Linked DNA regions of Gossypium hirsutum: regions 1 and 3 are each linked to region 2. A link is a contact called in public Hi-C data. All regions are on one chromosome and are shown on one strand. Each heading gives the region's core, a stretch centred on a gene start, on an enhancer-like site or on the middle of the called end of the contact. The rest is flanking DNA. Distances are from core to core; before and after follow the strand shown.

Region 1 (3,527 bases), core at 184-2,683, 40 kb after region 2:
ATGTCAATATGCTTTGACTTAGATGAACTCCTGTTGTTATTGGAATACAGCACTGCTGACTTATTGTCACAAAATAATTTGAGTGGTCTTTTTACATTCTCCAAAATGCGCAGCCCTGTGACAAATTTCCGCAACCATATTCCATGGTTTGATGCCTTATAGCATGCTATAAACTCTGCTGCCATAATGGACGAAGCTACAAGTGTCTATTTGACACTTTCCAAGATATAGCTCCTCCGGTTAACAGGTAAATATAGCCTGATGTAGATTTCCTACTATCTTGGCATCCAGCGAAATCAGAATCAGAATACCCTATGACCTCCAAGAGATTTGATCTCTTATAAGTAAGCATGTAATCTTTTGTTCTCTGAATATATCTCATAACCCTTTTGGCTGCTATCCAATGGTCTATACCAGGGTTGCTTAAATATCTACCTAACATCCCAACAATGTACGCAATGTCCGGATGCGTACATACTTTTAGGGCATTGAGTAAGACTAAATTTGTCTCCTTTAGCGACAGGGGTGTCACCTGGTCTACAATTCTGCATGCCAAACCTTTTGAGTACTTTATCGATATAGCTCTTTTGTGATAATCCAAGAATACCTCGAGATCGATCTCGATGTATCTGAATTCCTAAAACAAAAGAGGCGTCCCCAAGATCTTTCATCTCAAAATGCTTGGATAAAAATCTCTTGGTTTTAATGTAACGCCCCAAAAATTGGGCCTAGAAGAGTTGGGCTTTGAGTCTGGGATTCGGATAGAAGAAAACCTGAATATTGAGAAGTTTTAAATATTACTAGTGTTTAAAAAAATATATATTGATAAAATATTTATGTTATTACTAATATTTTAATTTTTATGAAAATTATTATCATTATAATTATTAGATACAAATATATTTATAAAATTATTGTTGTTAATTTAGTGTTTAAATTAACATATTATTAGAAAATTTTACTGTATCTATTTTTATTGATTTATGGAAATTATAATTATTATTAGGAAAAAATATATATTATCGTATTTGAAATTTTCATTATTATGGTTATTATTATTATTTTAGTTTTTAAATAAATTACAATGTATTTAAAGTGTGGGAAAAATTTGGACCAAGACTTTAGCAAAAATTATTATTTTTGCTCCTTTAGGGGATCTAGGCATTAAGGTTTATTAATAAGTTGGGCTAAAATTGGACACAAGGAGGAATCTGGCCAAGTGGTTAGGCGTGTTAAGCAGTAGGAAGGGAGCAGGGGTTCGATTCCCTGCGTGCGCAAATGTGAGTTTTTATTTTAGAAAAACCAAGGGCTGTCACAGGTAGGCCTTATTAATAGTTCAGGCTAATTTATGTCAGAAGCAAGCATCTGGCCTAGTGGCCAGGGAGGAGCCTGGGTTCAAGGCACGTTGTGCACAATTTGTGTTTTTTTTTTTTAATATGTAGATCGCGGCTAAATAAGGGTTAAGATGAGTTATTTTGGTACAGTGGCAGCAGCGCGTTAAAGGGACTGAGAGGGCACGAGTTCGAATCCAGGTGCTGCCGTTATTTTGGTTTGTTTTTAGGCGGACCAAGACTTCAGCAGGTAAGGTTTATAATTAACTGTGACCGTATATAAGTAAAGAGAGAAGCATGGTGCAGTGGCCAGCAGCACGGGCGAAGGCACAAGGGCAGACGGAGGTCTGAGGTTCAAGCCTCACCTCACGCACGGAAGGCTTGTATTTTTGCTGCTCACATGGGGGAGAGTCAGAGTTTGACCGAAACTCTTCCCAGGCAGCAGGCTGAAGCGGTCAAACGGTGGATAAGGCTGCTAGGTGGTTGGATAAATTTCAAATGCCTAATTCATGGAGCAAAGCAAGCGAATTTGAAATTAGAAAGAATTTTTATTGAGCATTAAGTACCGTATTTTATTCTTTTAATTTTGGCTTTTATGAATATTTCCTTTTTGTTCATCTTTCCTTCATCGATAATAACCGAACCTATCTTCTTTTACTCTTCTTTTCTTTCTTTTCTTTTATCTCATCTCTTCCTTCTTTAATTTCCTTCAAAGCTGAATCTGTACTGTCATCTCCTCTGTTCTACTTTTCTATTTTCTCTTTTTCATTATACTAAAATCTGAAACATCCATACTTTAGTGATTTGAGAATTAATTTTTAGATCTATTTCTTACTTGCGATTAAGATAGATTCACAGTGGATCTAAGATTTGAAAAGTGTTGGAAACGCTTCTGACAAGAACGTCTTTGGTGGTAAGCATTCAGAACTTATTTTTTTTATTTAGTAATTCGAGGATAGGCTGAAAACCCCTAAATACTTAAGGGAGACTATCGATTTTTGCCAAGATTAAAATTAAGTATTTTTCATTCAATTTTTTTTATATGTGCGCATCGAAGGCTAGCGATCAAGATCTATTTGGAGGCTAGTAAGATCAACAAGGTTAATCGTGGGGGAGATCTCGTTAGCGAATCGTCATAAAACAGGTGTGTAAATGACACCCACTCATAGACTAGATCAGCAAAAGCCGAAAAGCCGAAAAGCCAAAAAGCCGAAAAGCCGAAAAGCTGAAAAGTTGGCATTTGTGAACATGCGAGCGTGCGAGCGCTCATGAGGTGGTTTGGTTGTTAATTTTGGTAATCACAAGAAGTATGATTGCAGAGTGCACAATTTCGTGCACTTCAGTATATTTGGGCTTAATGGGCCGAAAATAGTTAGTGGGCCAACGGGCCCGATTCGGTAAAAACGCTCGGTAAGTGCTTCCATTAATGTGTTAATGGTTAGAATATGTATGTAAACTCTAGAATAGTAAATTTTACTAAAATACCCCTAAGTATGAAAATTACCATTTTACCCCTAGGTGCAAAATGACCGTTATACCCCTAGGGTTAATTTTGACTGAAATGCATGATAATCTGATTCTGTTTGTTATATGCCATGACATGTATATCTGTTGCATGGGGTTGGGTTTTGTTATAGAGGAAGAACCCGTTCTGGTGGCTGTGCCACATATTCTGATATAAGCAGCTTTGCTGCGGATTATAGTTAGTGCCGCAACCGGTGCTAACACTGTAAGTGTAGGGATGGCGTGGGTGATTTATTCCCCACAGGAAGTGTAGGGATGGACGGAGGCAAGTGCAGGGTTGGATGGGGTTATCATGCACTAATCATATGAGACTATATTGAAATGGGCCCAACTGTGTCAATATGGGCAAGGCCCAATATATCCCGACTTGTAATAGGGCTACGGCCCAGATTGATACTGATATGGGCTAGGCCCAGTATACTCTGTTACTGTAAGGGGCTATGGCCCAGATTAATATTGATATGGGCTAAGGCCCAGTTAACACTAAATTCTGAATAGGGCTTAGGCCCAGTAAAGCTTGAACTGATTTGGGCTCTGGTTGGGATACTTTACACACTGAGTTTTCCAAACTCACCCCCCTTTTTCCCATCTTTGCAGGTGAGCCTTAGATCGATGGACTTGGAGCTGGGCGGGATTCAGAGTGGCCACGAAGATTAAGTTTCTGTTTTCTTT
Region 2 (3,703 bases), core at 638-3,137:
GATAACAAAAAAAATCAAAATTTTAGTGACCAAAATAAAAAACTTACTTAGAGTCTAATGACTAATGGTGTAGTTTACTATATTTATTTATTTATTTCAAAATCTATTTTTTTTTGCCAAAAATTTCAAAATCTAAGCCAAAGTATATAAAGTTTATGATTTTTTTTTTAAAAAAAGCAGCCAAAATCATTAATTTAATATAAAAGTATATAAGAATAATTATTTACTCCTCTGAAACTATTCCCTCCAGGGAAAAAAAAATTATCTCTCACATTAGAAAAAAAAAATAGAGGTAGCACATTTTATAGTCAGTTGTTTATCTTATTAGATAACACCTGTAGTGAGGAGATTAATTATAGTCACAGATGGTGAGTATGACAAATTTTAATATAAACTATCGTTAATATCACTTATCAATTTAATTATAAAATTATTAAAAGTTTATTACTTTTACAAACGTAAAAAACATTATTTTAATAGTTTTTATATCCTTTATATTTTGATAAATTTAAAAAAAAAACATAATGAGAATCATGAAAGTTTTTATTATCTCAAATTTACTATTTTATTAAAGTTTAAAAAAAGTTTTACCACCTTAATTAAAATCACTGTTGGATTTTATATTAATTTTTTCACCCACCCACGTCGTGTAAATTAATATATAAAAACGTTTTTTTTTTTTTTGTGACCATAACTTGGAATTGCCTACAAAGTAAGATTTACTCGTTTGGCCAATATAACACAATAATTAAGACTTAGCACTGTTTTCCCATAAAAAGCATTCCTTTTACAAATAATAATAATTATTATTACAATAAAAAGAACAAACATTGGTGCAATGTCCTGCTTCAGCTTCACCATGTTCCAATCCGCTTTAAGGAGAAAAAGATGAAAGGGACTCCCAATGACCCAACCCCAACCCCATGCTTCTGTCTATTTAATACTATATCTACATAACTGGCAAACCAGAAATTTTATACGACTAACTGTACAAATCAATCTTTTTCCTTTCTTTTACTAGTAAATAAATTTGGATTCCCCATTTAAGAATACGTTCAATATGAACCAATTTAGCTAAAAAAAGTCATTTTAAAGGCCCGCCCACCTCAGTACTGTACTACTGCTCGTACTGTTCATCATGCATTGTTTTTACACTTTCACAATCATTTTTATTTCCTCTTAATCGTTTCACCACATTTTCTTACTTCTTAATCGGCTCCCTAATGCTTTGAAGAAGAAGAAGAAGAAGAAGAAGAAAACCTGCCACTATTACGTGCAATAATCAAACATTAAGAGAGTGATTGATCCAATTCAACTACCTGCAATGAGAGAAGGGGTATCACAAACAAAACAAAGTTACAACATGTTGTATGTCATTTAATGCCATACTATTATCAATGGAGGCAAATAGAAAAAAAAAAATTGTCACATGGCCTCATTAAAAATGAGGGGTTTGGATGCGTTAGAAAGAGTAAATAATTGTCGTGCAGGCAAGCTGTGAGCACCATCATTTGAAACACAGACATTTACTCTGTGTGTTCCACTCAAAGTGTGTTGCAGTCTTCAATTATCTGATGCGAAATGAACTTGTTAAGACAAGGATTTTTTGAATGGATTTTCCTTACCGACTTGTGTGATTAATTTGCCTAGAGGAAAATGCCAAGTTAACACGTGGTTCTTAATAACTAGAGTTACTTGTGAAAGATCAGAACATATGAAAAGTTGCATCGAATTTTTGGGCTTAACATGTTTGGATTTTGATCTACTTGTAGGCGTTATGGGTTCATGTGAAGTTAGCCTACTGAAAATGTAAAATGAATGGATTGGTGTAGGGTTGAAGCCCATTTCCAATTTCATAATGAGGTAATGATGAATCTGAAAATTGGGTCTGTAAAACTTAGTAGAGTCTACAGATTATAGGATCTGAGACGGTAAAGCTCAGAGGCAAAGTCATCAACAGCATCCTTTGTCAATAGGGTGTTGACCATCTCACCAGCGTTTTTATGAATTTATGCTCGTGCATGATATAACGTAGACGGCACAGCATCACTTAAAAAATTATGGCAAATGAATTCTGAATATGCAATCTTATATGTTGGGTAACTAAGGGTCGCGCCTTTAGATTAATTACAGTGTTTATTGATCAGTTTATAGATGAGTGAACAAAATAGAAAGAATGAAAATAGCTACTCCTTTTTATTTATTTAGCTGTAATAGCTCCCAATAGGAGCCCAACTCAATTTATACAATAGGAAACTACTAATTACTGATAAGGTTGTTACTAACAACTCATCCTAGACAATCAATTTAGTTGTTAACAGTAAAAGAAGTTACAACCATATTTAAACTAACATAACAGACTAGTAAATAACTAACCTATGCTAATATGATAACTTAACATTCACCTATCAATCTCCGCTTGTTATGTTTCCTAAAAAAACCAAGAAAAACAAAACAAAATTAACCAACAAGAAGAAATCATACTTGAGATGAACACAAGGCATCACTTGAAGAAGGTAGCAAGGGAACGCCTAGCTTGTCTCGTAACCGGCAAAATGATGGAGCAGATAGGGCTTAGTAAGTATGTCTACCACTTTATCATAGCCAGGAACTTCACCAATAAATAGTTGTCCCTCTGCAAATTTCTCATCTAATTCAACACCTTTAAACTTGGAATGCATAATCGAATTCGCGGACACATCAACCGTACTAGTATTATTGCACCAGATTCTTGATTTATCATCCATTGCAACTCCTAACTCCATGACTAAGGACTCAAGCCACATAACATCAGCTGTGGCAAAGGCTAATCTTCGATACTCAGCCTTTGCTGTCGAACAAGAGACCACTTACTGCTTCTTAGAAGACCATGATACATGATTTCCACCAAAGAAGATGCAATATCTGGTGGTAGAGTGTCTATAGTCCACATCTGATCCCAGATTCGCATCAGCAAACCCTTCAATAAATAGTTGCAATGCTAGCCAAAACATCAAATGATGATCAAGCATACCCTTCAATTAACGCAAAATTCTCTTCATAGAATTGAAATGCAAATCTAATGGTTGATGCAGCAACTGACATATGTGATTTACTGCAAATGCAATTTCAGGTCTGGTTATCACAATATACAACAATGCTCCGATACTCATGTACATCAATGAAAGCGTCTCCCCTGTTAAAATCTAAGGTAAACTTAACCTAAAACTGTATTGAAAATAAGAGAAAGCTTATGATTAAGAATTGTATTCAGTATCTTTCATTGTTAGTCGTCTCTGTACACAATGATTTGATATTTATAGTAGATGACTACTAACTACTCTTGCTTAGCAGCTTAACAACTATTTAACAACTGAATAACAAATCGTAATTGATTCACTAATACTCTAATTTATTAACACTCTAACATCCCCTAGTGGTCGAAAGTGCATATGTGCTTACCATATACGTTGGTTGACCTTTAGCTTAGTCCATATGAGCTCTTTTTAACAATTCTGTAATATACTTTCTCTAACTAAGAAACAACCTATTGTTAATATACTTGACTTCAATTCTTAAAAAAAATAATGCAACAACCCTAAATCCTTTAGTGAAAACACGACATTTAGATATTTCACAAAGTCTGCAATATCTACCTCATTATTCCCGGTCAGTATAATATCATCAACGTACAGGAGTAAAAACATGACACCCCTAGTCTTTC
Region 3 (3,810 bases), core at 782-3,281, 40 kb before region 2:
AGGGAAGGGAACATTCATTTTTTTTTTTAAAAATGGATGAAGGTAGAGTATACTTTACTGACAAATATGCATGCAACACCCAAGATTGCATGTTGGTTCAAGCACTGACTAAACTTAAAGCCATTAAAAAGTATCTGACATTGTTTATTTTAATACTGGATGATGACTTCTACAGTGACAGAAACGCTCGAGTTTCATAAAGAGACCATCTTCAAGGAAGATTTTAAAGGGGGATAAAGACACGGATACAAATAAACTAATATACTACCGTTTTAAGACCAACTTCGCAGAACAGAAAACCAGGACTGCCAACCATGAAAACCCAAACAAAAAAAAAGTACATCAAAAATGAACTGCATGCCGGATCATTCATATATATCAAAGCCCAAATCAGAAGAAATGAAAATGAGAAGCTAACCTCGTCAAGCATTGAAATTAGCCTCGACTTCTTTCTTCTACTCTCACCACCATCCCCCCCACTGAGAGAATCATCAATAATTCCAGTACCAGTCAAATTCTGCAATGAAGGGTCCATCAAAGAAGAATCAGGAGTCATTTTTTCAGCATAAAGTCCCCTACCCACATCGCAAAGCTCTTCTAATAACATCTGGGCGGGCCTCAAAAACCTGGATCCTTCCAAAATCGAAGCGTAGCCAGTGAAAGGCCCGAGAGGGAGGGAGCCCCTGGAAACCTCATTCGACGTAGAAGCGCTGCCACGAATAATGCTTGGAACCACATAGCCACTGTCAGTGACCTTGTCACTATAGATAGCAGACCCGTATCTCTGTAGATTTAGCTCCAAAGGAAGATTGTTTTGGTGGGTATTATGAGAAGATAAAGAAAGAGACAAGGCCTGAGCAGTGGCACTGGACTCGTGGTTCAAGGACAAAGGTTCAGGTTTATAAACCACGACTTCACCACCACTGTTATAAGACTCGTCAAAATCTCTTATGGTTTGAAGGTTTTGCGGGGTATAAAGGAAAGGGCTGTTATTCATATCATGAATAGAGCTAGGGTTCACGGGTAAAGACGATTGTCCGTCCAAATAAGGGTGATGATGAGAAGCTGATGAAGAACCATTAACAACCCCACCAACAAAACCCATGGAATTCACACCTTTAACTCCACAAACGAGGCTACTGTTTTTACCAGAAGCCGAAGCCGAAAGCTGGTTGGCCTGGTGATGGTGAAAGTCATGGGTAGCACTAGCGTTGGCAGCGCAAGTCAACAAATCGGAGGAAAGAAGAGAAGCCTCGTACAAAGGAAGTAGACCTGAGCAGCCTGAAAGTGTAACAGCCGTCGATTCAACACAAGCTGAGTGGTTTTGTGCCACAATTCTTAGCTTATCTCTTCTGCTTTGTTGTGGGACATGGTAGGGCTCGAAACCCTCCGCCATAGCCACACAAAAACAATAAAAAAAAACTCTCTAGCTGAAACTCTAAGAGATAGACACACACAGTTTTTACTGTTTCAGTCTACAAGAAAACCCCCCAGAAAAAAAAATGAAATTTATTGAAAAGGGTACAGAAAAGAGAAACAGCAACCAAAGAGAGAAAGTAAATAGGTAGAACAAGATGACTATATCCTTGATATTGTAAGGTTTTATATTAAAAAAGGATTTGATTAGAGAAAAAACAGTGAAAAAGATAAAAGGTGTGGGTTATATTTTGTAAATGATTTAATGAAAGGTTGATCATGGCAGAGAAGAGAAAGCTGGTGCAGTTAACAACTGATTCGTTCAAGAAATACAGAAATTTTGGCCCTGGGACTTAAAAAACTTCACACATCTTTCTCCTTGGTTCTTTTTTTTTTTTTCCTTACACAAAAAGAAATGAACTCAATGTCATGTTAGCCACTCACTCTCAAACTCAAAAAACGCACACCGGCACTCGAACGGAATCTTTGTTTATTTTTTTTCTCTGTGATCTTTCTCTCTCTGACCACTTCGAACGTCTGGTGATCATAGGGTTTCGAGAGACCGGAAGATGACCGGCTATTTGCGGTAATAATTGAACTAACTGTGTTGCAGATATTTCTGACAAAGGTTGGGGGAGATGTTTTGTCGTTTTATCTATTCTTTTGGTGTTTTATGCTATGGGGTTATTCTAACCAGCAAATCAAAAAAGAAGAAAAAAAAAAGTAGCTTTTTTTATTATTATATTCTATGACTGACTATTCATATCTTTATGAAAAAAATAAAACCTATTTTATTTTATTTTATTATTTTGATTTCATAAATATGAAGATGTGAAAATTTGGTTTATTGTGTAAAAAACGATCATTGCCTCTGAGGTGATGACGCACGTGAGGAGATTGATGAATGAAAGACAGGCTGAGTTTGCCGATCTTAACACTCAATCCCATCTATCCCTCCAATGCTTTCGATTTTCGCTTTACGATGTTTTCTTTCTTCTAATCTTTATTATTTTCTCAACTTATTGTGTTTTCTTTTTCAACTTTAACAAAATATATCTTGTTTACTTAAAACCACATCCAATTCGAGTTAGATTAATGATCAATAATTTAATTAATTTCATTGATTTAAAGAGTTAAATTAAATAAATTAATAAAATATTAAAAATCGGTTCAATTATATTAATTTATATCAACTCTCAATTCAATTAATCTAAAATCTTTCTCAAAATTAGTACCCTAACAATTCTTATTTCAACCAAACGATTAACTTGATACAATTTAGATTATCATGATGTCACTCATTAATCAAATGAATCTCGATTCAATTATAAATTTACTAAAAATCATTATTTATAGAAAAATAAAAAAAATTTAGAGTTATATTCAATTATACATTTTCTTTTATGAATTCATGTTTCAAAATGAATATTTTATTTAAATTCCCACAAATAAAAGTTAAATAAACCTAACATTGAACAAGTATATATACTTTATCTTATCAATGTGTGTATATATTATTTTTCTGTTTTTAAGAGTTATATTAAGGGACTCGTAGTTGATGCTAAAGTAAGATATATGATTAACCTTTATTCCACAGGAAATTTAATGTTAGAACCTATTTTATATTTGCCTTTTTTTTTATATTATATGATTCTCTTGTCTCTATATCTGTATTTTTATATATAAAAGTTTTGCACCATATAATCGTGTAACCTGCCAAAAATCATTTTTTAAATTTCCTGGACAAAAGTAAATGAAATCATTGATGTCTTGTAGATCTTTATGTGGCATATTTACAGTTGAAGTGTTTATTTTTCTTCTAGCTATGGTTTCATATAACGAAATCATCAACTCATTAATAATTGATTAAGTTTACATCTAACATAACTTTCTAATTTGTTTTTATTTTTTAAATTCATAAGAAATTTTCGAGATTAGGTCCAAACTTTTAAATTTTGACCTAAGTGGTCATTTCTCTCAAAAATTATTTAAATCAAGAGATGCAAACTTTAAAAAGTCTTTACCGAAGTTTAGGCTTGACATGGAAGAGGGTGGAAAGATGAAGACCAATCGAGGGAAAGATGGGTGGCAAACGACCTAGCGAACCATTATGCCAAACAAGAGCTAGGGTTTGAAAGTTTTCAGAAAAGGAAAATGAGTTTACACTTACAGTTGTCTTATTCATTATGATATATTCTTTTACCTTATTATTTTACAAAACGTATTATGAGATAATTTGTTTGCATAAGATAAATAATTTATTTGATAAATTATGAAGTGTAGTGTAGTGTAGTGATATTCCATCCTTTAAAATAGTGGGTTTAATTCTCATCTATGGAAATAAAATATATTTCATAACAAATCATTTATTTTTTCATACAAAACTTGTACTAG

Evidence for each region. A called contact is a pair of places that touch in the nucleus more often than the background predicts.
Region 1: a contact with region 2 is called in a Hi-C map of leaf, with 2.3 times the contacts expected there. The contact joins two enhancer-like sites. A contact is called at or near these places in 4 of 34 Hi-C or Micro-C datasets (fibers, leaf and seedling).
Region 3: a Hi-C map of leaf shows a contact between it and region 2, with 3 times the contacts expected there. The contact joins the promoter of LOC107948834 here to the enhancer-like site in region 2. A contact is called at or near these places in 16 of 34 Hi-C or Micro-C datasets (anther, callus, fibers and 4 more).

What each region holds. Positions count from the first base shown.
Region 1 is chrA04:74,750,923-74,754,449 of Gossypium_hirsutum_v2.1, forward strand. No RefSeq gene overlaps it. Among protein-coding and RNA genes, the nearest start is that of LOC107949364, 8.6 kb to the right of the region's middle. Within about 2 kb of position 1,434, at least 3 of the 9 cell types and tissues checked have an H3K27ac peak or open chromatin away from gene starts, as enhancers often do. A contact at or near this core is called in leaf, where this site is marked.
Region 2 is chrA04:74,710,849-74,714,551 of Gossypium_hirsutum_v2.1, forward strand. No RefSeq gene overlaps it. Among protein-coding and RNA genes, the nearest start is that of LOC107948029, 34 kb to the left of the region's middle. Within about 2 kb of position 1,888, at least 4 of the 9 cell types and tissues checked have an H3K27ac peak or open chromatin away from gene starts, as enhancers often do. A contact at or near this core is called in leaf, where this site is marked.
Region 3 is chrA04:74,670,471-74,674,280 of Gossypium_hirsutum_v2.1, forward strand. LOC107948834 (BEL1-like homeodomain protein 9) reads right to left here and starts at 2,032. Exons shown (of 4, transcript XM_016883487.2): 1 at 419-2,032. The coding sequence starts at 1,396.